6 separate regions of the Mus musculus genome follow, and all the other regions are linked to region 6. Evidence: chromatin contacts called from public HiChIP or PLAC-seq and promoter capture Hi-C data. All regions are on one chromosome and are shown on one strand. The core of a region is the stretch at or near the end of the contact, and the rest is flanking DNA. Distances in the headings are between cores, read along the strand shown.

What was found. Promoter capture Hi-C pulls out the DNA fragments that hold promoters and counts their contacts. HiChIP or PLAC-seq counts read pairs in DNA pulled down with a chosen protein or histone mark.
Region 1: a contact with region 6 is called in an Esrrb HiChIP or PLAC-seq map of embryonic stem cells, with 34 times the contacts expected there. The contact joins the enhancer-like site here to the promoter of Zfhx4 in region 6. A contact is called at or near these places in 3 of 39 promoter capture datasets (the 3T3-L1 cell line and 3T3-L1-derived adipocytes), 6 of 484 Hi-C or Micro-C datasets (3T3-L1-derived adipocytes, the C2C12 cell line, adipose-derived mesenchymal stem cells and 2 more) and 6 of 115 datasets of contacts at active chromatin or transcription factors (the NIH/3T3 cell line, embryonic fibroblasts, embryonic hindbrain and 3 more).
Region 2: a promoter capture Hi-C map of epiblast stem cells shows a contact between it and region 6, with 4 times the contacts expected there. The contact joins the enhancer-like site here to the promoter of Zfhx4 in region 6. A contact is called at or near these places in 8 of 39 promoter capture datasets (the 3T3-L1 cell line, the HPC-7 cell line, epiblast stem cells and 4 more), 1 of 484 Hi-C or Micro-C datasets (embryonic fibroblasts), 1 of 115 datasets of contacts at active chromatin or transcription factors (the NIH/3T3 cell line) and 1 of 9 other capture datasets (adipose tissue).
Region 3: an H3K27ac HiChIP or PLAC-seq map of the NIH/3T3 cell line shows a contact between it and region 6, with 4 times the contacts expected there. The contact joins the enhancer-like site here to the promoter of Zfhx4 in region 6. A contact is called at or near these places in 5 of 39 promoter capture datasets (the 3T3-L1 cell line, hippocampal neurons, liver and 1 more), 2 of 115 datasets of contacts at active chromatin or transcription factors (the NIH/3T3 cell line and differentiating embryonic stem cells) and 1 of 9 other capture datasets (liver).
Region 4: a contact with region 6 is called in a promoter capture Hi-C map of the 3T3-L1 cell line, with 4 times the contacts expected there. The contact joins the enhancer-like site here to the promoter of Zfhx4 in region 6. A contact is called at or near these places in 5 of 39 promoter capture datasets (the 3T3-L1 cell line, 3T3-L1-derived adipocytes, liver and 1 more), 2 of 484 Hi-C or Micro-C datasets (adipose-derived mesenchymal stem cells and myocytes) and 1 of 9 other capture datasets (liver).
Region 5: a contact with region 6 is called in an H3K4me3 HiChIP or PLAC-seq map of neural tube, with 7 times the contacts expected there. The contact joins the enhancer-like site here to the promoter of Zfhx4 in region 6. A contact is called at or near these places in 1 of 39 promoter capture datasets (cranial neural crest), 7 of 115 datasets of contacts at active chromatin or transcription factors (astrocytes, differentiating embryonic stem cells, embryonic forebrain and 4 more) and 1 of 9 other capture datasets (embryonic tail).

What each region holds. Positions count from the first base shown.
Region 1 is chr3:4,686,698-4,691,280 of GRCm38.p6, reverse strand. No RefSeq gene overlaps it. Among named protein-coding and RNA genes, the nearest start is that of Gm41988, 57 kb to the right of the region's middle. Within about 2 kb of position 1,525, at least 20 of the 459 cell types and tissues checked have an H3K27ac peak or open chromatin away from gene starts, as enhancers often do. A contact at or near this core is called in the C2C12 cell line, adipose-derived mesenchymal stem cells, pancreatic cancer cells and 1 more, where this site is marked.
Region 2 is chr3:5,987,045-5,991,334 of GRCm38.p6, reverse strand. No RefSeq gene overlaps it. Among named protein-coding and RNA genes, the nearest start is that of Gm46796, 120 kb to the left of the region's middle. Within about 2 kb of position 2,179, at least 5 of the 459 cell types and tissues checked have an H3K27ac peak or open chromatin away from gene starts, as enhancers often do. A contact at or near this core is called in epiblast stem cells and stem cell-derived epiblast-like cells, where this site is marked.
Region 3 is chr3:5,915,026-5,919,061 of GRCm38.p6, reverse strand. No RefSeq gene overlaps it. Among named protein-coding and RNA genes, the nearest start is that of Gm46796, 190 kb to the left of the region's middle. Within about 2 kb of position 1,676, at least 11 of the 459 cell types and tissues checked have an H3K27ac peak or open chromatin away from gene starts, as enhancers often do. A contact at or near this core is called in the NIH/3T3 cell line, where this site is marked.
Region 4 is chr3:5,809,102-5,813,476 of GRCm38.p6, reverse strand. No RefSeq gene overlaps it. Among named protein-coding and RNA genes, the nearest start is that of Pex2, 240 kb to the right of the region's middle. Within about 2 kb of position 2,101, at least 7 of the 459 cell types and tissues checked have an H3K27ac peak or open chromatin away from gene starts, as enhancers often do.
Region 5 is chr3:4,278,160-4,282,518 of GRCm38.p6, reverse strand. No RefSeq gene overlaps it. Among named protein-coding and RNA genes, the nearest start is that of Gm22944, 290 kb to the left of the region's middle. Within about 2 kb of position 1,973, at least 8 of the 459 cell types and tissues checked have an H3K27ac peak or open chromatin away from gene starts, as enhancers often do. A contact at or near this core is called in embryonic forebrain and neural tube, where this site is marked.
Region 6 is chr3:5,215,612-5,219,925 of GRCm38.p6, reverse strand. It overlaps Zfhx4 (zinc finger homeodomain 4), which reads right to left and starts at 1,372. Exons shown (of 11, transcript NM_030708.2): 1 at 999-1,372. All of the region lies in intron 1 of 2700069I18Rik (RIKEN cDNA 2700069I18 gene), which reads left to right.

The sequences.
Region 1 (4,583 bases), core at 276-2,775, 530 kb after region 6:
TCTTTTCTCATATAATATCCTGATCATAGTTTCCCTTCCCTCTACTCCACCAAGGTCCTCCCTACCTCCCCAATCCTCTTTCTCTTTCTGTCTTCTTTCTGATCTATTCCCTTTCTGTCTCTCATTAGAAAATTACAAGCTGCACTCAGGAGGCAGAGGCAGGTGGATTTCTGAGTTCGAGAACAGCCTGGTCTACAAAGTGAGTTCCAGGACAGCCAGGGCTACTCAGAGAAACCCTGTCTCAAAAACCAAAAGCAAAAACAAACAAACAAGCAAAAAAACAACAACAACAAAAAGAAAACTACAAGCTACTGAGAAAACCAAACATGAAAAAAATAATAAGAAAAAGCAAAATTCACCACACTGAAACTAGTCAAGGCAGTCTAACAGAAGGAAAAGAGCTTGAAGACCAGGCAAGAGAATCAGATACCCACTAGGGAGTTTCTAAGTTCAAAGTATATATATAAAACTTTGCCTGATTAAGACCAGTGTAGGCTTTGTGCTTGTGCTTTCATCTTCATATGCTTAGTTGATTCAGAGGACCTTGTTCTCCTGCTTTTCTCCATCTCATCTAGTTCTTAGTCTTTCTACATCATATTCCATGGGATTCCCTGAGCTCTGATGGAAGGGATTTGGTGAAGACATCCATCCATTCAGAATCCCTCTCTCTCTCTCTCTCTCTCTCTCTCTCTCTCTCTCTCTCTCTCTCTCTCTCTGCATAACATCTGTCTTTGGGTCTCTTCATGTGTTTCCACTGGGACAGGGTGTTAGGGTGTTTGAAATTGAGTTCTGGGCATCCTATTTAGATTCTGAGAAGGGATACAAAGAAATTGAATGGGCCCTTCTTTGCTCTAGTAATGGTGAGAAGAGTGCTACTTCTCAGGCTACTTACACTTCCACATTCTAAAGCTCACTTTTATGCCACACACATAAAAATCATCCATTGAAACAGAACAGGGAGATTGTTAATTTTCATGTCAACAAGTGTTTAATTTATATTTAGTATATTCTCTCTAAATGTGTGTACATACATATATATGTATATTTATAGTATGTATAATATATACAGTACATATACTATATAGTATATAGAGAGTAAATATAAAATATGTATATGTGTATACACACACACACATTAAAGTTGCTAGTCTCGATGAATAAGTTAAATAAAAAGTATATGTTCTATGTGATGATGGCCCCAGATGAAGAAACAAATGTATCCATTTTATGGTATGAGTCATGTACTATGTAGTAAAATTATGAAGTTATTGTTATATATCTATCATCAAGTTAAGCATCATAGGTTGACATTAGCAGTGGGATGTGCAGAATATTAGTTTAGGATCCAGGTAGCAAGGAAAGAAAGACTCCTCTCTATACCAGGGCTGTTGGTTGATACAATCCTGAATCAGTCTGACAGAAGTAAAAACTGGCAGAAGTAAACACAGTGAACGACTGTAGCTGAGGCATGACATTTAGAAAGTAAGGAAGAGAGAATGAATTGTGGCAAAGGAAATGAGGCTCCAGAGAATAGACACTAGACAGAGTAACAGGATATGACTCATTGCCAATTGGCTGGAGGTGGCTTATCAGGAGCCTGTTAGACTAATGACTGTACCTTGTCACTGACAGCATGCTATCCTGATTTAGAGATTGTTTATTCTAAACTGAAGCTACATTACTCTATCAGTTATTTCCCAGGACTATTCTCTAACCTACTTTTAAAAGGTACAGAACCTCTTAAACATCAGTTTCAAAAACAAGCAATTAACAAGAGATATGTTGTTTTACAATTTAGCAATCACATTTTTCCCCAAATAATGAACATTTTTGGCAAATGTAATAATGAGCAACAAAATTTTACTCTGTTAGTTTTAGAACAGAAGGGAATATTCATTGATTTACTCTGCAGATAGTTTCATTGTTTAACAGTAATGAAAGAAAAGGAAAAGCGTGCATACAAAAAGTAACATAGTTTGCAGAATAATTTATAATAGTTAATAGCTAATAGGCACTTATAAGTGAAGGCAAAGCATATTTGACTTTTTGGGTCTGGGTTACCTCACTCAGAAATTTTTTTCTCTCTTTTGAGTTTAATCCACTTGCCTATAAATTTCATGATGTAATTATTAAAACAGCTGAATAATATTCTATTGCATAAATGTTCTATATGTTCTTTATCCATTCTTTAGGTGAGAGACATCTAGGTTGTCTCCAGTTTCTGTCTATTTTCAATAAAGCTTCTATATATATAGTTGAGGAATTGCTCTTGTGGGAGAATGGAATGTCCTATGGATATAGGCTAAGGTTTAGCTGGATATATCTGTGTTTTTAAGTTCCCAATTTTCTGAGAAAACACCGCATTGATTTCAATAGTGGTTGTACAAGTGTGAACTTGTTCTCTGGAAAGGGAAAATATGATAAATTTTGTGGATAGATTTGGGGTAAGGAGGGATGAAAGTAGGAAGGATCAGGTTTTGGGGAGACTACTGGAATTGGGGAGAATTTAGGGACTATTAAAAAAAAACTAGTACATTAAAATCCATAGAATCTCTGAGGGTCAACCTAGTGAAATTCCTAGCAATGGGGATACAGAGACTGAACTTCATATCTTCTGTAACCAGGCAATGCTTCCCATGGCATCAATGGGACACAGACCCAGACTCAAAACCTTCAACCTACAATTTGTCCTGCTTGAAAGATGTGCTGGAGTAATAGTGATGCAGAATTTATTGGAGTGGCCAATCAGTGACTAGTCCAACTTGAGACCCACAAAACAAGAGGGGGCCTATTCCTGATACTTCCTGTACTGGCTAGTTTTGTGTCAACTTGACACAGCTGGAGTTATCACAGAGAAAGGAGCTTCAGTTGAGAAAATGCCTCCATGAGATCCAACTGTAAGGCATTTTCTCAATTAGTGATCAATGGGGAAAGGCCCCTTGTGGGTGGGACCATCTCTGGTCTGGTAGTCTTGGTTCTTCTATAAGAGAGCAGGCTGAGCAAGCCAGGTGAAGCAAGCCAGTAAAGAACATCCGTCCATGGCTTCTGCATCAGCTCCTGCTTTCTGACCTGATTTCCTTCGGTGATGAACAGCATTATGGAAGTGTAAGCTGAATAAACCCTGTCCTCCCCAACTTGCATCTTGGTCATGATGTTTGTGCAGGAATAGAATCCCCGACTAAGACACTTCCTGAATGGCTAGGAGTTAGAGGCTGGATAGCCCAAAGACTTAGAATATAGCCAAGCATGACTAGAAAAATAAGTCATAAAGTGATTCCTAGTGAAAATCTGCTACACTCATAGATTGGATTGTAGCATAGTTAGCCTTAGAGAGGCTTCATCCAGAAACTCATGGGAACAGGTGCAGAGACCCATAGCCAAACATTAGGCAGAGCTCAGGGAATCCTGTGGAAGAGGGGAAAGAAGGATTACAGGATCTAGAAGGGTTGAGGATATCACAAAAACAAAGCCCACAGAATCCACTAACCTAGGACCATAAGGGCTCACAGATTCTTAACTGACAATCACAGGGCCTGCCTGGGAAATTTTAGAAGGAGATTGGTGGGCATAAAGCATAGAGCAGAAGGGTGGACATGGGTAAGGAGGGAAAGAAGACCACAGCAGTAAAGGTAACAATGCTGACCAAGAAGTCCTGCTTAATTTCTTCCCCATTCAGTTTACATTGGTGAATAGAAGTGCCCTCTCTTTGTTTAAGACATCAATGTTTTTTCTTATCGTGTCTCTTCCACCCCAGCATCAGTAACTGTATAAAGCAGGGATGTGGCTTCCTGGGAGCTGGTGTGTCACAACACTGCTGAATTTAGCGCCTCTGAAGCAAGTCATTCAGTTACTGGTTTGAACCAGATTAAATCATGCCATTATTCTGGAGAGTGTGACACATATCTATGTGTACCAAGCTAATATCTTTCAGCAAATACATAATAATAATAATAAAAAAAAAGAAATAAAAATAAGGGTAGACGTTAATGAAATGGAAAAAAAAATGTTCCTAGAAGCATTGAAAGTGAGTTTTGAGGAGAAATTGGAAGGGAGAAAAAAAAAAAAGTGGTTCCCTAGAATAGTTGTAGAGCAGTGTCAGGAGAAAATAGAAGTTTCATTTCATGACCCACTCAGTGTTTCTATTTAGTTCTGTATCTTCCATAAGATCACAGGTTCTTGCTTGGGAAGCATTGTTTTCATTTGTTCCTAAAAAGCCTGAAGCCCCAGGTGCAGTCACCAGCTGTGGCACTTTCTGGAAGTGGTAAATCCTGTAGCACTCCTAATTTGCACAGAAATTCAAGTTGTATCCATTTGTATTACAGATGCCAAGAGGTTGACATCTTTCATACTACCACAGACTAGAAAGTTCTGCCTTGACCTAGACCAAGGTCCACTGAATATCAATTGAAACATCTGAAATAGTAAGCCAAAATAAACCCCTGCTCTTTGAAATTGATGGTGTTGACGTGTAATCTCAACTACTGAGAAGCCTTGGGTAGGAGAACTGATATAAGATCAATGTGAGCTACACAATTAAATGCTGTTCCAAAAGTAAATAAACTAATTCAACTAGTATCCTCAGT
Region 2 (4,290 bases), core at 930-3,429, 770 kb before region 6:
AGCCTGATATATAAACATCTAATGTTACCACTCTATTGGTGATCTGAACCTCAGAGAATGGAGTATAATAATTTGGGGCAGATTAAAATCTTGTGCAAAAGCCAAATTTATTCTGAAGTTCTCCAAAGTTCACATTAGTTTAAGTTATATATAGCCATGAAGAAAACTTAGAGTTGAATATATATATATATATATATATATATATATATATATATTTTTTTTTTTTTTTAAATAAGAAAAGTGAGATGAGGGTAGTCAGAAGTAAACCCCACTCCTATTTACTACACCTGAGAAGGTCATGGAAGCACATTCAAGGAGCAACCCATGTTATGGAGAATAGAGGCTACAAGGTTCTAGTTTACTTGGAGTTCTCTCACAAGCTTTTAAAATTCTCACGCAGATTTATTCATGGACCTTGTTCTGATGATCTACAAATAAAACTTAGCCGGGCATGGTGGCACAGGCCTTTAATCCCAGCATTAGGGAGGCAGAGGCAGGAGAATTTCTGAATTCAAGGCAAGCCTGGTCTAAAGACTGAGTTCCAGGACAGCTAGGGCTATACAGAGAAACCCTGTCTTGAAAAACCAAAAAACAAACAAACAAAAACAAAAAACAACCAACCAAACAAACAAACAAAAATACCAACTTGACTTGAAAAGTCACTTGCATTGAACAACGTATGGGAGCTTTTAGTTCCTTGTATCATCATGTGGAAAACTTGGACATTAAGCTTTGTGGTTGACATGGTTAGACACAGATTCCAGTTTTCTCACTTCAGTTTCTTTTATTATCTTTTATTTATTTTTGTTACACTCTAGCTTTTATTCACGTCCAGCTCTACCCTCTAACTGTTTTACATCTAATACCTCCTTCCTGCCCCTTTCTCCACAATGACATCCCCAAACCCCCACCCTACCAGACCTCTAAACTCTCTGGGGTCTCCAATCTCTTGAGGGTTACGTGCATCTTCTTGACTAAACCTAGACCCAGAAATCCTCTGCTGTATATGTGTTGGTGGCCTTATATCAGCTGGTGTGTGGTGCCTAGTTAGTGGTTCAGGGTTTGAGAGATTTTGGGGTACCAGGTTAGTTGAGACTGCTGGCTCTACAGGATCTCATTCCTCCTCAGATTCTTCCAGCTTTTCCCTAATTCAACCACAGGAGGGAGTAGCTTCTGTCCATTGATTGAGCAGTTTTCTCATTTCTAGCTTTCATTATCTTTCACTCCCTAGCATCAATAACATCCAAGAGTTATAAGAATTTCAAGTGTCTGGGTTGAGTGGTTATTTATGGGTTAAATCCCCAGGTGGGTCAGTTTCTGGATGGTTATTCCTTCAATCTCTGCTCTGAACTTTGTCTCTGTAACTTCTTCCCTGGGTATTTTGTTCCCTTTTCTAAGAAGGATTAAAGTATCCACATGTTGGTCTTCCTTTTTCTTGAGTTTCATGTGTTTTACAAATTGTAGCCTGGGTATTCTGAACTTCTGGGCTAATATCCACTTAACAGTGAGTGCATATCATGTGAGTTCTTTTGTGATTGGGTTACCTCACTCAGGATGATATCCTCAAGATCCATCCATTTGTCTAAGAATTTCATGAATTCATTGATTTTAATAGCTGAGTAGTACTCCATTTTGTAAATGTACCACATTATCTGTATCCATTTGCCACACACTCTGGTGGAGTCAGCTTGACAGGCTGTGAAGCCTAAAAGCCACCCACAAGGCAGAGATTTTCAAGGAAGCTCACCTCCTGGAGTTTTGGCGTTCTCATTCAACCATATACTCATACTCTATTCCCCCAATAGTCTGGTGTGTGGATCTACGAGCTCTCTTTTAATATTTTATTATAAATGCCTTTTAAGATTAAATTCTGTTATAATTAAGCCTCCACATTGTTCCAAGGTCCCAGAAGCCTGCAAGCTTGAAATCCGAGCTTGAAATCCCGAAAGGACTGCAGAAAGGAAGTTACCTATTCAGTTACTAATTAAGCATTACAAAGACAGTAGCTCAGAGCTGGTCTACAAAATATTTACCAAGGACAGTAGCAATTCTCACCCAAACTACGGAACAATAGAGCTAGGGAATCCCACTGAGACAGAGATCTTCTTTACAGCTAGGTATAGAGCTTCACATTAGAAGCACATTGGTAAATTCTTCTGTAGACCAGGAAATAGGGTGTTGGGGTATTGCAGTATTCATGATAAGGTCTGCTAGTTCAGAACCCCTGGTGGTGGGTTTAACAATAGACTAGTTTACACCTGGCCCCCTTCTTTTGCAGCAGCAGCCTGGTCCTCACCTTCTTTTGATGTGTTCATTCCTTTTGTATTGCATCACTGTAACTTGGTGGATTGTATTTTGCCTGGTTTCTTGTTATTTCTTAGGTATAAAAAGTTTGATGCTCGACCTGACATAATACATTCAGATTCTACACAATCTCTCATGTTGGTCTGTCTGTCATTCCCTCCGACCCTTTGCCCACCTGCCTCAGAGACCTGTTACACACAGACATAGGGACCCAAGAGGGTCTGCGGCATCCATTCCTCTGTTGAGGGACATCTGGGTTCTTTCCAGCTTCTGGCTATTATACATAAGGATGTTATGAACACAGTGGAACATGTGTCCTTATTACAAGTTAGAATTTCTTCTGTGTATATGCTCAGGAGTTATATACCTGGGTCCTTAGGGTCCTTAGGTCCTATGTTCAATTTTCTGAGGAACCACCAGACTGATTTTCAGAGTGGCTGTATCAGCTTGCAATCCCACCAGAATGGAGGAGTGTTCTTCTTTCTCTACATCCTTGCCAGCATATGCTGTCACCTGTGATTTTTTATCTTAGCCATTCTTACTGGTGTGAGGTAGAATCTCAGGGTTGTTTTGATTTGCATTTCCCTGATGATTAAGGATATTGAACATCTTTTTAGGTGTTACTCAGTCATTCAGTATTTCTCAGGTGAAAATTCTTGGTTTAGCTCTGTAACCCATTTTTTAATAGGGTTATTCGGTTTTTCTGGAGTCCAACTTCTTGAGTTCATTATATATATATATATTGGTGGCTCTAGCTGTATATGTAGCAGAGGATGGCCTAGTCGGTCATCAATGGGAGGAGAGGCTCTTGGTCCTGTGAAGTTTCTATGCTCCAATACAGGGGAATGCCTGGGCCAGGAAGCAGGAGTGGGCAGATTGGGGAGCAGGGGCAGGGGGTAGAGAATAGGGGGTTTTCAGAGGGGAAACTAGGAAAGAGGATAACATTTGACATGTAAATAAAGAAAATATTTAATAAAAATTAAATAAAAGACAACTTCAAGTGACTGATCAGTTTAATTCAGTAATCATTATCCTACTTATAGTGTGCTTATTGAATTTGTATGTAAGTATTTAGACTAGCATCTGAAACATAACAGAAAACCAGTTCATGATGAGGAAGAATACAAGGAACCTAAATGCAATAATCCAGTTTCAATAAAATAATACAGTTTGAAAATATATAACTGACATATGTGTCAACAAACATATATATATAAAACATATATAAGTGACATATGTGTCAACAAACAGCATTGTTTACATAATTTAGTTTATTTTACTTGTATATGTGCTCTTTCTACATTTTGTACATCATGTGTGTGTCTGGTATACATAGAAATCATGGGATTCCTTAGGACTGGAGTTACATATGGTTATGTGCCACATGAGTTCTGGGAATCAAACTATGGTCCTGTGGAAAAGCAACCAGTACCTTAACTATTGAGAATAAGATTAGTGTGATGCTTGTTTGTTTGGTTTGGATTGTTGGTTGGTTCTTTTGGTTTGTTTATTTTTTGTTTGATGAGTTGGTTGGTGAGTTAGGTGTTTGTCTTGAAAGCAGATACTAGAGACTTTCTATGCAAACCATTAAGTAGATGATTAAAAACATTTCAGGCAGGCCTTTGTAAAATTCTTTGCACAATGCTCTGAATGACAAATTCAACATGGCATTATGACAGAAACTTGAGGGTAACAAGAGCATAATCTTAAGGAAAAAATCATTTCAATGGAAGAGAAGTCAAGTTCATAATCTGATCTCAATGGACACTACTCTTCTAATATTTGTTTCTTTTTAGTTGAAATGAAATTATTTGTATCCTCTGTTTAATGAGCAATGAAATGCAGTGAGGCATAGCTTCATCATACAAAATTCTATTAATTAGTTAAAGAAGTAGAGCTTATCTGGGAAAATAGTTTGCTTTTGAAATACCAATACCAACTTACAGTACCACACCTTCTCCAAGAACAGGAGTGCCTACTGATCTT
Region 3 (4,036 bases), core at 427-2,926, 700 kb before region 6:
TTCTGTAAGGCAAAAGACACTGTCAATAAGACAAAAAGGCCACCAACAGATTGGGAAAGGATCTTTACCTATCCTAAATCAGATAGGGGACTAATATCCAATATATATAAAGAACTCAAGAAGGTGGACTCCAGAAAATCAAATAACCCCATTATAAAAGGAGGCTCAGAACTAAACAAAGAATTCTCACCTGAGGAATACTGAATGGCCAAGAAGCACCTGAAAATATGTTCAGCATCCTTAATCATCAAGGAAATGCAAATCAAACCAAACCTGAGATTCCACCTCACACCAGTCAGAATGGCTAAGATCAAAAACTCAGGTTACAGCAGATGCTGGTGAGGATATGGAGAAAGAGGAACACTCCTCCATTGTTGGTGGGATTGCAAGCTTGTACAACCACTCTGGAAATCAGTCTGGCGGGTCCTCAGAAAATTGGATATAGTACTACTGGAGGATCCAGCAATACCTTTCCTGGGCATATATCCAGAAGATGTTCCAACTGGTAAGAAGGATACATGCTCCACTATGTTCATAGCAGCCTTATTTATAATAGCCAGAAGCTAGAAAGAACCCAGATGCTCCTCAACAGAGGAATGGATACAGAAAATGTGGTACATTTACACAATGGAGTACTACTCAGCTATTAAAAAGAATGAATTTATGACATTCCTAGGCAAATGGATGGACCTGGAGGGCATCATCCTGAGTGAGGTAACCCAATCACAAAAGAACTCACATGACATGGGTTAAATATCTTTCAGAGGAAAACACAAGGGCAAGGGAAAAGATAGTACAGAGGGAAGGACTCAGAAAAGAGCATTTAAAAATCTGTTGGTAGTGGAGTGTGGATGGAGAATGCAATGTTTATGTATTTGATTTTGTCTTTACTGATACAGTGATTTTTAAACATAATTTACACTCTAGCAATGATTAAAAACTTATTTCTTAAATGTGTACTCTCTATAAACAAATTCCTATGCCTCATCGTATTAAGTAAGCACGTAAGTACATATATAAATGTCCTATGCAGTGAGCTCAGTGAGTAGAGCATGAAACTCTTGATCCCAGAGTCCTGGGTTTGGACACTATGTTTAGCACCGCTTGCCAAGCCCAGTACAACCTTGAATAATGCAGGAAAAGGAAAAAGAGAGTAATGGGAGACAGAGACCCAGGCCTCTGGGTTCACTTCAAGAGTGAACATTTTCTTTTTTATCTTTCCCACTGCTGTTTATATATTACTTGCTAGCTTCCACAAGTACAGCTAGAGCAGACAATATCTTTGACTGCCTTATCTTAGTTCTCCCAGCTATACCACCAGCCCCGTGGTCCTGCTAAACCAAAAGGACACTCTTCCTTGGCCTTATCACATGCCTGCAGTTTTCTACAGCCATGGGCCACATCTGAGTGAGGGTTTGTGCTCTAGAAAGAAACTGCAGACCATTTGGAGCCCAAAATAAAAATGTAACCCCATAGAGAAATGTAAAGTGAAACTACTTTGAGATTCCATCTCACACTAGTAAGAATAATTCAGATAAAAAATAAAATAAATGACTACAAATGCTGGAAAGAATATGGAGAAAAGAAAACATCTATTCATTCTTTATGGGTATATAGTCTCATGAAGCTATTATGAAAATCTGTTTGTGGGTTCCTCAAAAAGTTAGAAATAACACTGGTATGTCTGGTATGTGACCCAGCTCTGTCACTCTTGAGCTTATTTTCAGACGTCTTTTACTGCAGAGACACTTGCTCATTCATGTTTATCACTGTTGCACTTACTCCCAATACCATGGAAATAGAATTGAGCTAGATGTCCATCACTAATTAACAAATTATGCAAATGTAGCATACATACACTATAGCCTATTATTCAGCTCTGAGGAAAAATGAAAATTGCAGGTAAATGAATAGAATGGGAAAAAACATACCCAGTGAAGTAATTCAAGAATAATGAGCAAAACAAGGTCTCTCTCATCTGTGGATATTAGTTTTAAACTACTGGAATTGTGTGTTTAAGTAGTAACAAGACTTGTTTAGCACAAGAAAGTACAAGTGGCCACAGTTCAGGAGTTGGAGCTCAAGGGATGGTTAATAGTAGATACAGGTAGTATGAAGGTGAAAAAGAAACTAGAGAGGTAATGTTCAAGTTAAGGTAGAGAGAGAAGGGAAGAGATCTGAGTTTGGAAAAGCCATATAGAAACTGGTTTATAAGTTTTCCAAAACAGAAAATGAAAAAGTTTGAATGAAGGCACCCTATGTGGGGGTAAATATGATCCTTCCAAAAAGCCTAAAGTTAAAATATATTAACCAATAATCCTAGTGCCAAGAGTTGGATAACTCCATACCTGTTGTTGATGTGGGATCACAGAAGCTCCCCAAAATAACCCGAGCTATTTGCTCTTGATTGCATATCAAAAGGTAATGGTTAGATCCTATTGCTGAAGATAACTCACACTTGGGTGGTAAGATGGAAATTGAGCCAATACAATCCTTAAAGCTTTCTTTCTTTTGGCCTGATTTCACAGAGGCAAATCATATAAACACAAGTTTTGTCAAGAGAAAAAAAAAAAAAAAAAACCTTAGCACATCTACTCACCTATGAACACTGCAAGATATAATAAAGTCTACCCTGACATAATATGCCCATGGACTCAATACTTGTGTAGAGCTTATGGGATTAACTGAGTTCTGATGAGATTCTGGGCCACCTACACAAGAGAGACCTCAAGCCTGGTACTGTAAGCCTAGATAAAAACGAAACTGGCTTTGGTTGAGAGACTCCAGGAAAAAAATGACTATTTTCAGTTTACAAAGAAAACATGATATCAATTTACTTTCTAAATACTTAAGTATTCTTAAAAGTAAGATTTGCCTTTATTTTAGAAAATAAAATGAATCTTGAATACTCTCAATATTCTGTCCATTTACATAGGGTTGTATATGTATAAATGTTATATGTCCTCATAAATGAGATGGCATAAAATCAAGAAAACATTACTTTATAATTTTGGAAAAAACTCCACTGAAAACTTTCTTATAGAATAAAAATATAATTGAGAAGTTCATATAACCCTGAATTTTGTTCAACGAGTTTGAGAATTAATGATTCTCAATGATTCATCTCTGAGAAGATAAAATGTTAGCACTGTTAACTCAGAGAATCTTTTACTTTAAAAAAAAAAAAGCATATTGTTCTCATTTGTAGGAAATAAATTAGACTGTTTTAAAAAAGTTTTTCAGTGACTTTTGTAAGCTGAATGATGCTTATAATAATACATTTTGAGTAAGCAATACTAAAATTTTATGACTTTCTTGGTAATTTTTATGAATTATAATAAATAATCATTAGCATGTCAGGCCAGTAAATTTGTGCCAAGGAAACATATTTATAATTATCTACCAAGTTCCTGATGGGGAATCTCTGTCAATCTGGGAGAAGGAGAAAGGCAATCAGAGAGACAGAAACACTAGAAATTAAAATAAGAGAAGAGAAAGAAAGAAGGATGGGCATATAATAGAATGGAGCCTGAGGTAAATTCAATTTACAGTGAAATCAGCTCTTCAGGTCATGAGCACCCTATTTTTGATACATGATATCACCAAGCAAATCTTTGTTCTCTATTAGCTTTTTATATATTAAGCTTCATATTCTGGGCTTGTGTTTCAAAAGTACATTTGACTGAGAGTGCTGATGAGGTACATTTCTGTTTCAAGTTAAGCATACGCTGTTTAATACAGATTTTAATTGATAAATTATGTGTAATAAAATACCTAATTGTTTTGGAAAATATATTTTCTATGTATCTATTTCATTGGAGAATTTTCAATTCTTATGTTTTTAGTTTCAACTACTTAATGTTGAATGTCTTTAAATGTTTTTTTTTTTTCAAATCCCCTTCTATTGTGTAACTATTCTCTGTGGTAGTCTCTTGTTTGCAATAGTCATTTACTATCAAGTTTACTGCAGCTGCTTAATTTTATATTGTGCAATATGTCTTCCTCTGCCTTTACATGTGACAGGTCTAGTGGTTCA
Region 4 (4,375 bases), core at 852-3,351, 590 kb before region 6:
AAGTGAATAAATAAATAAATAAACAAATAAATAAAACAAAAATAAATAAAAGGACTATTTTACAGAGACTACATTAAATGATTTTTTAAAGTGTATGAATTTTTAAAGATTGTGAACTTTGGAGATTTTTGAGAAGTTTGAGATATTTTTATATTGTAATATTTATATTAAGAACCTTGGGGATGAATAAGAATGAAAATTTCTGAAACTTAACATTAATGTTTGTGTGTCAAATTGACAAGGAATCATATTAATTAGAGAAAAAACATGACCCAAAATAATCTAGATGTTGCTAGTCTAGTGAATGGAGTCAAATAGTCATTAATTCTCAATTAACAATTACAATGATACTTAGAATAAAAGGAAATCAAATGGGTGAATTAGAAAAAGAAAAAGAGAAAAAACATTTGACCTACTAATAATTGTCTTCATGTCCTTGATTTTTAAAAACAATTTTAAGTCCCAATTACTCAAAATCATTCTATCCTGAAAATTATCAAGTAGAGTTCAATTTGTCCAGACCAGGTATCTTTCAAAAGAATGTATAGAGGATCTCTCTGAATAGGCTAAAAAGGATTCAGAAAAAATAAAATAAATAAAATAAAAATAAAAACAATCAAACAAAACAGGATTGAACAGCAACAACACAGACATGTAGAATGAATGAGAAATTATCTCAGAAGATTTCAAGACAGCTTTATATTTTCCTTACATTTCTTTGTGTGTTCTCTGACATTTGCTTTTTCTCATAGTCTTTCCTTTGATCTTAACATGTGAATCAGTTTGCTAAATTCTGGAAACAGAACAAAAACAAAGACCAAAGGCATAGATACCCTAACTCCTAAAATCTTACAATTGATATAAAAATTAGGTTTCCAACCCATTTCTTCATAGTGTCTCAAGATTCAGAAATGGAGGACAACGTAAAACAAGGTTCTTAGCATGAGAAAATTCAGTTAATAAGGGAGAAAAAAGAAAGAGAAAGGAAGAAAGAAAGAACAGAAGGAAGGAAGGAAGGAAGGAAGGAAGGAAGAAAAGAAGAAAGAAAGAAAGAAAGAAAGGAAGAAAGAAAGAAAGAAAGAACAGAAGAAAGGAAGAAAAAAAGAAAGAAAGAAAGAAAGAAAGAAAGAAAGAAAGAAAGAAAGAAAGAAAGAGAGAGAGAGAGGGGGGGGAGGGAGGGAGGGAGGGAGGGAGGGAGGGAGGGAGGGAGGGAGGGAGGGAGGGGAAGGGAAGGGAGGGAGGGAGGGAGGGAGGGAAGAAAGGAAGGAAAGGAAGGAAGAAAGAAAGAAAGGAAGGAAGGAACGGAGAGAGAAAGAAAGAAAGAGAGAGAAAGAAAGAATGAGAAAAGAGGGAAAGGAATATTAGAAAAAAAACCAAAGCATAATAGTGAATGAAAGTAAACATAGTAAAAATTGTGTGTGATGGAGAAGGAGGATAATTTTGGGTTCCAAACTGATCATTTGGTTGGGAAAGAAGGACAGCTGCAACATGAAGCTCCATGGAGATGTGAAATGGTTTGTTTTCTCAACATTGGGATCAATGTAAAACGCATTGGTAAGATTTATTACCATCTATTTTTTTTAAATATGTGAGGAATATATTAATATTAAAATACACCTAAAACCAGATAAATAACACAAAAAAATAACAGAAATGGTAGGTAAATTTCAAATATGTGACTGCCAAAAATATTTTATTACCTTTTCTAGAATTTGATCATATATTTACTTAACCTCTCATATTAAAAGTTACAATAAAAAGAGAACAAAACAAGTAAAGAATGACAAAATGAATAGTCAATATCCTGGCACTTTAAAAGTTTTCATTACAAATTTATTAAAGCAGATATTTGCACTCTTTTGCTTAGCACAAGTGTTTATGGGCTTCACGTGGCTCTAGTAGTAGATCTCGATCATCCTCGACTTGAAGGGCAACTCAAATGTTGATCCCCAGAGCTTATAAAGAACTGCCAACTTGAACAAATATCATCTGGGTAGCATTTGTGAACATATTGTGAAACACAGTCCTGCAGAGATCACAAGCAGGCAGAAAAACCATGAGAAGTAACTTTTGCTGCCTGACTCACTGCCTGCTCATTCTTTGTGGCAGCCTCCCCTGGCCAAAGCCCAGCCAGTAGCTGGAATGTAGGAAGATCTGCATGACACAATGATAGCTTCTGTCTTCTATTCTCATAAAGAAAGAAAAGATGCAGAGAATGACAGACATTAACCAGGACCCAAGACATAACAGACTTAGCTTTCTTTGATCTGCCATTGTGGATTTGTAATCTGTCAAAATGATAGGCTGAACTATATTTCCCAGCATTCTTCTTGTACATTTCTGGTTAGAGAAGTCTTAAAAGAGATTGTGAAATATATGCTGAAGCTGAATGCTTAGGCTTATCAAAAATAGGAAGGTCCTTTGAATGGCTTCAAATCTCTGCATCATATAAAATTCATTCTTCAAAAATCATAAGAAAAAAAGTGTAAAACTGAAGAAACGAAATGAGATGGTGTGGCATGAAGCCTACTACAATCGAAGACTAAAACTGAAAGAAATGTGGGGAAAAGACAAAACAAAACAAAACAAACAAAAAAAAAACAAAACAAAACAAAATGAAAACAGAGACTAGACAGCCTGCTTCCAGCCTTGTTTTCATAAAGAGCCACAAATGCAAGTGGTCAAAGAGTCCTTTTAAGATAAACTTGTGTACATCCACCAAAAGTGCAGCACCAAAAGGGCTGGCCATTGGAGTTTTGGTTATTGATTCTGTAGTCCAAACTGATATGCAAAACTTAGGACTATAAAGAAATCTTCCATAATACAGAGTGTGTTTTTTTAATCATTTAGCTGAGTATGACAGAGAAAATGTCTCTAAGAGTGAAGTGATTTACCTCCCCCATGAAACTCTGAATGTCACCAAGGTCAAGGGTCCTTAATCCCATACTCTGTTCTCCTTGGGACCCCTCATTCCTTTTGCATAGCCTGACTTTTTGCTTCATCTTCCTTTCAATCAGAGAGAAGCTGGGGAGAGGCAGTTCACTTTGGACTTTGAGATCACATCCTAGAAAGTGCCAATGTGACTTCTAATCCTCATTCAGTATAACTCATTGCACAGGCAGCATTACAAAGGACAGGTGTCCTCCTGACATGACCAGAATCAGAGATAACTGGAGACTATCATGTTGTTCTCTGAAGTATTCATTGATTTGTGCTCTCAAATTTAATCCTGTTGGGTCACAAAATGCAGGATTTCTGTGTGCTATGCAGACCTCTTAGCTCTGTCTGTACATCTTAATGAGCTAATGGCACATAAAGAAAAGCTTCCTTTCAGTCTGTGTGCCCATTATAGAGAGTTCAACATGAAACATTGCTTGGATTTATTTTCCTATTTGGAAAATGGAAAAATGTGGTGTGGTCCTGTGCTTTTTAAGAATTTCTCGTTAGGGAACCACAAAAATCCCATTCCTCCAGAATTCTGAAAGTTCTTGTGCTACACACACTCCAGTGAAGTCTGCTTAGCAGGCCTCGACCCTGGAAGCACTCACGAAGCAGGGAGTTTCAAGGAAACTCAACCTCCTGGAACTGTGGCATTCCATAGCATGTATGCTCCAATTTTGTCCTTGCAAATGGATCTGTGTGCTTCCTTTCAGTATTGTTTTGTTATAGGTGCCTCCAAGCAATAACTTGCCAAATACCTAAGCAAAATCGAACTTTGCTTCCTGGCCTTCACCAATGCCCTAGGTAGTCCTTGAGCTGACCCTGGGCTTGGAATTCATTAAGAATGTTGCCTATTCAGTGACATTCAGAATTGCCTTTAGTATTGTAAGAGAGATAGTGAAAGAAATCAGGCTTTACCATCTACTACATAGAGTTAGAAATCTCAGGGCAAGCTTAGCAAAGTAAGTTTAGAATTCTTATTATAGTTATGTATGGCAGACTACATTACTTATTAGTAGAAAGTCCCCCCACTATCACTTAGAATAAAAGCCAAGTCGTTCCCATATACAAGAATTTACAATGGTTTAGGAAGTAGATCTGGCTATGGTTTTAAGAGTATTGCATTATTCATGAGATGGCTAGCTAGAATGGAACTCCCTAATTAGAACCATGACTTGGGTGTGAAAGCCCTTGCCCTAGGAGTGTAAAGACCTCACACCTGGCTTCTAAGACTATAGCTGACCTTAGATAGGGCTGACTTTGTCTCAGTTGTTTTATTGCCAAGTTCCTGTCAGTCTTTATGTTTACATTCCTCTGTTTTGTTTAAGAGACATTAAGCATCCAGTAATCTCATTTGTACCTTGTCGATGTGTCACCTAACTTCCCTATTTCCTTCTGTATAAAAAGTATTATGCTCAATTTGACAAACTACATT
Region 5 (4,359 bases), core at 724-3,223, 940 kb after region 6:
ATGATTAACAGACCTTAATATTTGCCGCATTTGTCTATATTATATGATGCTTAAGCAAACATTTTCAGTTTGGCTAGCAATTGCACTTCACCTACTGCATCTACTTCAGATTAAAATTATTTAGCAATTCAGCGAAAAATAATATAGATAAATTCAGTCACCTAAATCATCAACCCTATGCATCTTATATGTTCCACTGGAAGATGGCTTCTTCAAAAAAAGTGATGTCAAGCAGGTTATGACATGGTGACTCATGTCTTAAATCATTTGGATCCTCTTGTTTCCTCATAATATGAATGACACGTGCAAAAGCTGTCTGCTGAGGAAAAGCTGAGTATTCTCAGGAAATCCAGTATAATTAAAATACACTAAACACAGTGACACCAAAGACACTGCAATTAGTGTCTTTTGTTATTCCCTAAAATGAAGTGCAACTGCACAGGAAAATATTTAAATGCCTGTTTTGGCATTATATTATATTATATGCCTTAATCAATTGCAATGGTATTGAATATGTGGATTCTGTAAATTATATTTATATATATATACATACATATATGTGTGTGTACATATACATATATACATACATATAAATATATATATACATACATATATGTATATATATATATATATATTTAGAGAGAGAGAGAGATGGTTTACTGTTAGGCAGATTAATATTATCTCATTAATTTTCCAGTCTATGTTTTAATTTTTCAGTGGTTTTATGAATATCTTCATATTTCTAGAAAATATAAATTAAAAAGTTAAAATATAAGATATATGTGCACATGTGTTTGTGTATGTGGGTGTATGTAATAAGAGCACAGAGTACATACATATTATTCAGCTGAGTAACTTTGGTCAGAGAATTGCCTTCAAACTAATTTAACCTATATTTCCTTTTGTTCTGTAATGTTCTACTTCACCCAAAATGTAATTTAAAAGAAATACTAAGATTATAATACTGCATTCTACATAGAACTATTGTCATTTATTATATGGAATTTTAAAACATTAGAATATTGAGCAAAGTAATTGGAAATTTTTAGAAAGTACTTAAGGTATTTGAGAAGCTCTAGGTGCCCCAAGTCTGCTTCATTTCCTTAATAATTTTTCTTTTTAAGCTCACAATTTTTCAGTTGATTATTTTAGGAAGAAACTTCAAAGATAATGTTGACCTCTTTGAAGCATCCTATGGGAAGCTCGTCTGAATAGTTCCTTTTACAGAGCCTTGAATCTGGGATCTCACATGACTCAATAGGAAAATGACCCTGTCTGTGATCCCTACACAATGAGGGTCAGCCTCAGTTTTGCAATTACAATATATTTAACTTTGCTATTCTTCTGTATGCTGTAGCACATTTAGTAATTATAACAAGTTCAATGGAGATAAGCTTGAAATATAGATTCTAAACAAAAATATTAGCACTTGTCCATTTGAAATGCAGAACTCATCAAAGTCTGAAATCTTTCAAAAGACTTCCTTTTTCACATGCCAGACATTTTTCTTGGCTTTTAAATGGCTCAAGAGAAAGAAATCATTTTAAATAAACGAGGAAATAAAACTGGCACTTTTATGTCAAGAAGGGAAAGGAATGAATTCCTGGTCCAATATTCACCTCTTGAAAAAATTTCATGGCAGGCTATCCTGACATAAGCATTTACACTGCACTAACCTTTATTTCGTAGTCCAGAGAGATTGAGACCACACAGAATCGGTGCTGATATTTCTAACTGTACTTAAACTTTGTGTCTGATCAACTTAAGTGTATTGGATTTGAAAACAGTTAGTCAATTGTTTCGAGTCCCTAGGTGGTGGTTTATGGTAATGTTTGCATCAATACTAACAAAAGCCACGCCACAGAACAAAGTACATCAAGGAAATGAAAGAAGAGGCTGCTTATAGTCAGTTCTGTCTACAATAAAGGCAGCATTCAGAGCAGGGCCAGAGATCTTTAGAGCAACACAAAAATGAATGAGCCACTGAAGTCTCAGGGCTGATGATCCACATCAAAGGTTTGGAGACCGGCTAATGAGCAAGGCTGTACACAGACCACAAAGATATACACCCTAAACTAACTTGGCTATACAGGAAGAACACCCCAAAAAGCAAAAGCAGGGGCATGACATAGAAAAAAAAACAAAAACAAAAAAAATCAAATCAAACAAACAAACAAACAAAACACACTTGCAAGGAACTAAAAACAGGGCAAGGGAAAAAACATGAAAAAAAAGAAAAGAAAAGAAAGAGGACAATAGTATTGCTACACTGACAATATGTACTGCAAATGAGATTTTTCTGAACAAATCTATATATACATTTTGAAGTCACACAGAAAATTCTTCATGTTGGAATATATGTTACACTGTTTTATATTTTCTAGAACATTTTCTATCCACATAGGACAAGAACATAGCATAACGTATTAATTAAATAAAATGTATTTTTGATCCTGATTACATATAAACATACTATGAATTTCCTGATTGTCGAGACACATATTCATGACAAACAGCTATATATACATGGAGGTAGATGCAAGGAAATAGAAAAATAATGATAACAAATTTGATTTTTCTTGCTTTGGCTGTATCAGCTTATCATGTATAATTTTCAAAGCACAATTAAAGTAACTAAGTGCTACAATAATAATATGGCATAACCATACAATGGCTTCTATTAATGTAAGAATGTAGTTATCCCTTATTTGAAGCCTAACCTCCAGGTACCTGCTGTGCTGCTAGATGCTAGAATATCAAAGAAAACTAAATGAAAGCATCTCATCATGGGGTAAATTGCCTGTTGAAAAGAATATACTTAGTTTCTCATTTGAATCCTGCTTGCAGTTAAAAAAAAAAATAGCTGGAAAGAATTGTTATCAAGGTCTTTTGGTCTTTACTGACCAAAAGAAAAAAAAACAAAACAAAAAAACTGCGAGTGAAAGAGAGAGAGAGAGAGAGAGAGAGAGAGAGAGAGAGAGTTAACTTTTACAATAGCAACAGTCAGTGGGGAAAACAAAAAGCAAGAGCCATGTTGTTTACCACTGTATTGCAGATGCATACATCTTTTGAAGCTTTCAACCATAATTAATGTAAAATAGGATAAATTTCATACTGAAAATCAGAGACTTCTGTGTTTTAAAGTGTGTGTTAAAAGCTGTGATTCCTCTAATTCTATTTAATCATATATACCTGATAATGTCTTTACATTGTCTGAGATGGATACCAAAATATACATTATTATTTTAGTGAAATGAATTACTCTTACTTCAGTTGAACAGGCATCACGTCAATTCTTTTAAAAATAAGAACTCTTGTATACAAAGATATGTATTTACAGAGCTAATGCACATTTGCACTGGTACAGCCACCTTGTTCTTTGCAAATAACTGCCTCCTTCCTCTAAGCAGCTTTATTCCTAAGTTTCCTGAAATGATATGTATTTGAAATGAAATAATAATCATTCCTATATGTTCCAACTCGATAAGTACACTTAATATTTATTTAATATAGATAAACTTGGTAGTAATAGACTAGTAACAAATTATAAAAAATGAATCATGATTCTCAAATATGCACTACCAGATTTCCCATTCTATACTGCAAAGCACAGTTCCCTTGAGAAGTCTGTGAGTAGTTAATCCAATAAATTTTTTCTTTGATTCACACACTTACTATTTGATTACTTCCTAATATACATATTTTTTAAATTATGTACTCTAACAAATTTGACATTGGTAACCCCTGAAACATTTGTTCTTAAAAACAGCACACCAAAAATACTTAAGCAGGATACTCAAAAAATATAATATTACAAGAAACTAGTTTTCATACCATGTTTTCAGGTTCTATACCTTATATTTTTGAAATATACTAAAGCTCTTGTTTAAAATATAATATATATAGAGAGAGAAAATTATAACATTTAAGAAACAAATTGTTGGTGTATGTTTAGAATATTAAGAAATAATTTGAAGCTGCAAAGTGAAATCTCATTACGTGAAAACATGCCACTCAATATATATTATTATAGCATATATGTGAAACAATGAAAACCTACTTTATTCAAAATAACAATGTATCTTCCTAGTTATTTTTTAAAAACCCAAGGACATTTGGATGTTAGTTGTCATAATGGCCTGGTTCTCAGTTTATTTTTTTAGTATGCATCTCCTGACCTGTATATAAAATTCATAGTTTCAAAAGTGACATGTGCAAGCCTTGGACAACTGGGGAAAAGGCATATTTCCTGACCTTGTAACCATAGCAACCACTTTGCTGCTTGGTAGCAGGCAGGCTTTCCATCCTTTACCACTGAAGGCAAGTATGTTAGGTTGCTGGCTTTGTTTGTTACTCTAG
Region 6 (4,314 bases), core at 123-2,622:
CCCTTGCCCTTTACCAAAAAAGAAAGCAAAGGCTCTTGATCTCCAGCCGCGGGTGTCCTCTTAGTGTGGCGATCAATCCCCAAACCCCGGGGCGAGCTGCCTCCACTCCCAGGTCTGCGGACATAGGCCGGGAGATCCCGCCTCCTAACGGACCTACCAGGTCCGCAGCGCCCGTGCAGCCAAGAGCCGCCAGGGCCTGCCGCTGCCGGCCGCGCTCCGCAGACCGGTGTCTACCTGCAGCCAAGCCCCGCGCTCGCCCATCCTCCCGGGCCCGGCGCCTCGCGCGCACCAGCCCTGGCCTGCCACAGCCCCGCGCAGTGAGTGCCCTTCGGGAACTTGAGAAAGGGTGGAGAAGGGAAAAGGAAGATGAAAAGGAAACCGAGAAGAGTACAGGGGAGGATCAAGGGAGAGGAGAGGAGAGGGGGGCTGCGAGCCCCACCGACCACTGTCCAAACTTTCGGAGAATGTGTGCAGAGGAAACATCATCTCGATGGGGTGCAGGGACGCGGAGCGAGCGAGGACCCCAGATAATGTCCGAGCCGCTGCCGAAATGACAGCTTCGCCGGATCACCAGAGTGTCTCCGGCTCCCGAGGAAAGCAGAACCCGAAAAGACTGAGAAAAAGACAGAAAACTGCTCGGCCGAAAGTCACTTAATACAAAAGTTAAATCTTGAAAAGCATGCCTCCCCCCCACCTCCAGCCCCAATCCCCCCTCCGCCTGTGCCTTCTCCCTCCCTCAGCAGAGCAAATCTTTGAGCCAAAAAAAAAACGGGGGAAAGAGATGGAAAAGGGGGGCAGAGCGGAAGAGGTGGTCGGGATGAGGGTACGTGTGCTAGGGCGAGCGGTAGCAAGCGATCTAGGGGTAGAGAGGCGGAGAGGGAGAGGGAGAGAGAGTGAGCGAAATATCAAAGATTGTGCAAGATCAGGCTGGAAAGATAATCGATACTCGACCTAAATTTAACACAAACTACTCAATAAAAGTTAAAGAAAAAACTTACTTTCCATTTCCCTGCAGTTCCTACTCGATCTTCGCCTCTTTTTTGTTTTGCTTTTATTTTACGTACAGCTGATCACATCCAAGTAAAACGAGAGGGTTCATTAAAAAGAATAAAAAATAAAAAAATAATCCTCGAACTTTATTGGGTGAAAATAAAAACGCTGGAGCAAAAAGTGGGGAGCACGGAGCGGTCCTCGGGGTTCCGGGAGGAGTTAAAGCATGTGCCGACCGCGGTCTCGCTGTTTGCTTGTGAAGGGGTTGGGAAAAGGAGGAAAGGAAATGAAAATCCGATATGTCTTTATTCTGCTAATTATTATCGTTTTAGCCCTGTTTAAAAAAAATGGCTGATTAAGTTGAGTGCGCATGTCTTTGTGTGTCTATTCCCGATATGCACTCTGGGAATGAGAGAGGAGAGCGAGGGAGAGGGGGAGGGAGGGGGGAGAGGTGTAATTAGTGAGGTGATCAACATTCCCCAGACTGCAAATGACGCGCAGCCAGGACTCAAAGCAGCCTGGGAGCCTCGCGACTTCCAGGGCTCCTAGCGTTGCGGCTGGAGCCCTGGACGAGGCGACTAAGGAGACGGAGGATGGGGACCTCCGGGGCTCGCACCCCATGCGCCCCTGCGCACAACTCTCAAACTTCATTAGACACACACGAACACACTCTCACACAGAGACAGCAAAGAGAAGAATATAAAAGCACAACTCATTCCTAAGAAATGCCTTTTTAGAGTTCTAGATTAAAAAAAAAAAAAACAAAAACAAAAACAAAAAAAAAAAAAACCCAGGCAAAATAATTACTCTCACACCAAAGATATGTTTACCAGGGAGCTTTAAGGAGAAATACAAGTCAAGGTAATTAAGAGCTTTTCTCTGGGTTGGTTTATTCTACTACGCACTCAGAAGTACTTTAACAGCTAAATACTAAGGCCTGAGCAAATATGCAGATGTATGTAAATAAAGAGTGCCAGTCAGTGTGAGCAAACAACACCCAGTTCAACCTCTTTCAAAGGAGAGATTTCTCTCTGGATCCTCAGGCATTCTATTTAAAACTATATCTTGCACTTGCATTTACGCTAGAGAAAACCTACAAGGGAGGTGGAAGTGGTTAGTTTAGTCAAAGTAAACTTCCAAATGAGAGTAAGTTCGGGTTGTAAGAGTGATACTAGGGTACAGCCTAGATTTTATGTAATATTCTTGAATATTTTATCAGAATCGCATAAGTTGAATGTAATGGTTTAAAAGGACTTATGGAAGAAAAGCTTTCATCTTTCTAGACTGTTCAGTTATCTTTCTGGAAGCACATTATGATGAATTTTAAAACCCCAATACAGATCTCATTAGAGTGAAATATATTTGGTATTTTCTGGTGCAAAATTTAAGGTGCCTGATTCTCATTTGAAAATCTAATTATCTCTTTCCAATATTACAGATGTGAATATGAGTGACACTTTCATTAAAAGATAATTAACTAACACTCGGAATAGACATACTTTTAAATACCCCCTACTGAATGTGGGATATATATATATATATATATATATATATATATATATATATATATAATATATCTGTATATATATATATATGAATTGCATCTTGATACACTACTACACAAGAGGTCATAAGTAGACACCATCTATGTAATATTTTAAAACCTGGAATCATATAATGAAAATAAGAGTAACCAATCAAATGAGCTGCAAACAGGAAACACCAGTGCTGCCCAGCTTCCTGAGCAGGTGAGGCACCAGCCACTTCTGAGCTGACAGGCCTTTGAAGTTTTGGATTGCCAGGATCTGCTTCAAAACCTTGTTTTAGTCCTTAAAAACCAAAGGTACCAAACAAGGTTTATAGCAACAGCAAGATTTGTAGCACATCACTGAGAGTTCAGAGACAGTAAATATGTCTTCCTGGGTCTAATACCCTTGTCCTATCAGTGTATACGCCTTACATCCTAGGACAAATGCAAATAGAACAAAACATCTGTGTGGATAAAATTATACTCCTCCCTGCAAGATCAGACCTAGGCCCATATCTGAAAAGCTGCTTGCATTCAGCAACTAGCTAACTTTACAATGAAAATTCAAAGCAGAGAATAAAACCTAGATGTGGTCTTTGGTAAGAGGAAAAGGCAATGCCATCTTAGAAATCTGGAGTGGCTACATGAAGCCGTGTTTTAGAAACCAAAGCCACTAAATGGCAACAGAAAAGCAAATTCTGTCTCAAGAGACTCCTATTTCCAACATCTTTGGGAAGAAATCTGTTCACAGTGAAAGAGTTTCTAAGATTTTAAAGTTATTTTGTTTATAGTCGCCCTACCTTCACACAGCAACTTCACCAGGAACCCTCCCATTGCACCTTAGTAGGGTTAAGAAACATGTTGCACACTGGGGGCGGGGGCGGGGGCGGGGGGGGCTGGGGGGGGGAGAGGATGTTTACAGAAAAACACCCTAGATAAAGCCATAATAATAACAAACTATCTGAGGTGTCTGCCTGGAGAAAAGGGGTGGACTTTTCACGAGACTAAGGGGAAATGAAAGCAGGGGAAACTTTCAAGTTGAAATCAGCAAAAATCAAGCCTTTTGCTGGAAAGAGCTCAGTGTACAAGCTTGCTGATGGAAAAACCATTTCCTGCTATTGCAGGCAGGCAAATGCAGGTGATGAAGAAAACACCTGAGAGTAATAAGTCTGTTTCAGGTTCAGGTGAAGAAAGGGTCTACTTCTGCCATGGTGGACAAGGAAAATGATCATTGCATCCACAAATTCTTTATTTCTTTTGCTGCTTTACCCTCCCTGAAACGTTATCAATAATATTAATGTCATTAATATCAAACCCAGCAAATGTCAACAAAATTATTTAAACATTTTTGTGGCTAGTGATCCCAACACCATTACCCCTCCTCTCTTTCTTGCAAACTATAGCTCCCTCGCTCTCTTCTCTCTCTCTCTCTCCCTCTCCCTCTCCCTCTCCCTCTCCCTCCCTCTCTCTCTCTCTCTCTCTCTCTCTCTCTCTCTCTCTCTCTCTCTCTCTGTGTGTGTGTGTGTGTGTGTCTGTGTGTGTGTGTTGGGTAGAGAGGGCAGTTATTGAATTCTAAGGAAACAAAAGCAGAACAGATTGAGGTCCTTTGCCCACTTTTGCAATCCCTTCTGTGCCTGGACTGTTGCCCTCCAAAAGCTTGTGTGTTTGTGTGTATTTTGTTTTTAATCATCTCTCCCCGTTCTTCTTTTACCGCTTTCCTAAGAAGAGAGGCTGGGGGTGAGGTCGGGGGTTAATGGGCTCAGGCGAAGGGGCAGAGAACACTAGCATAGAGTCAA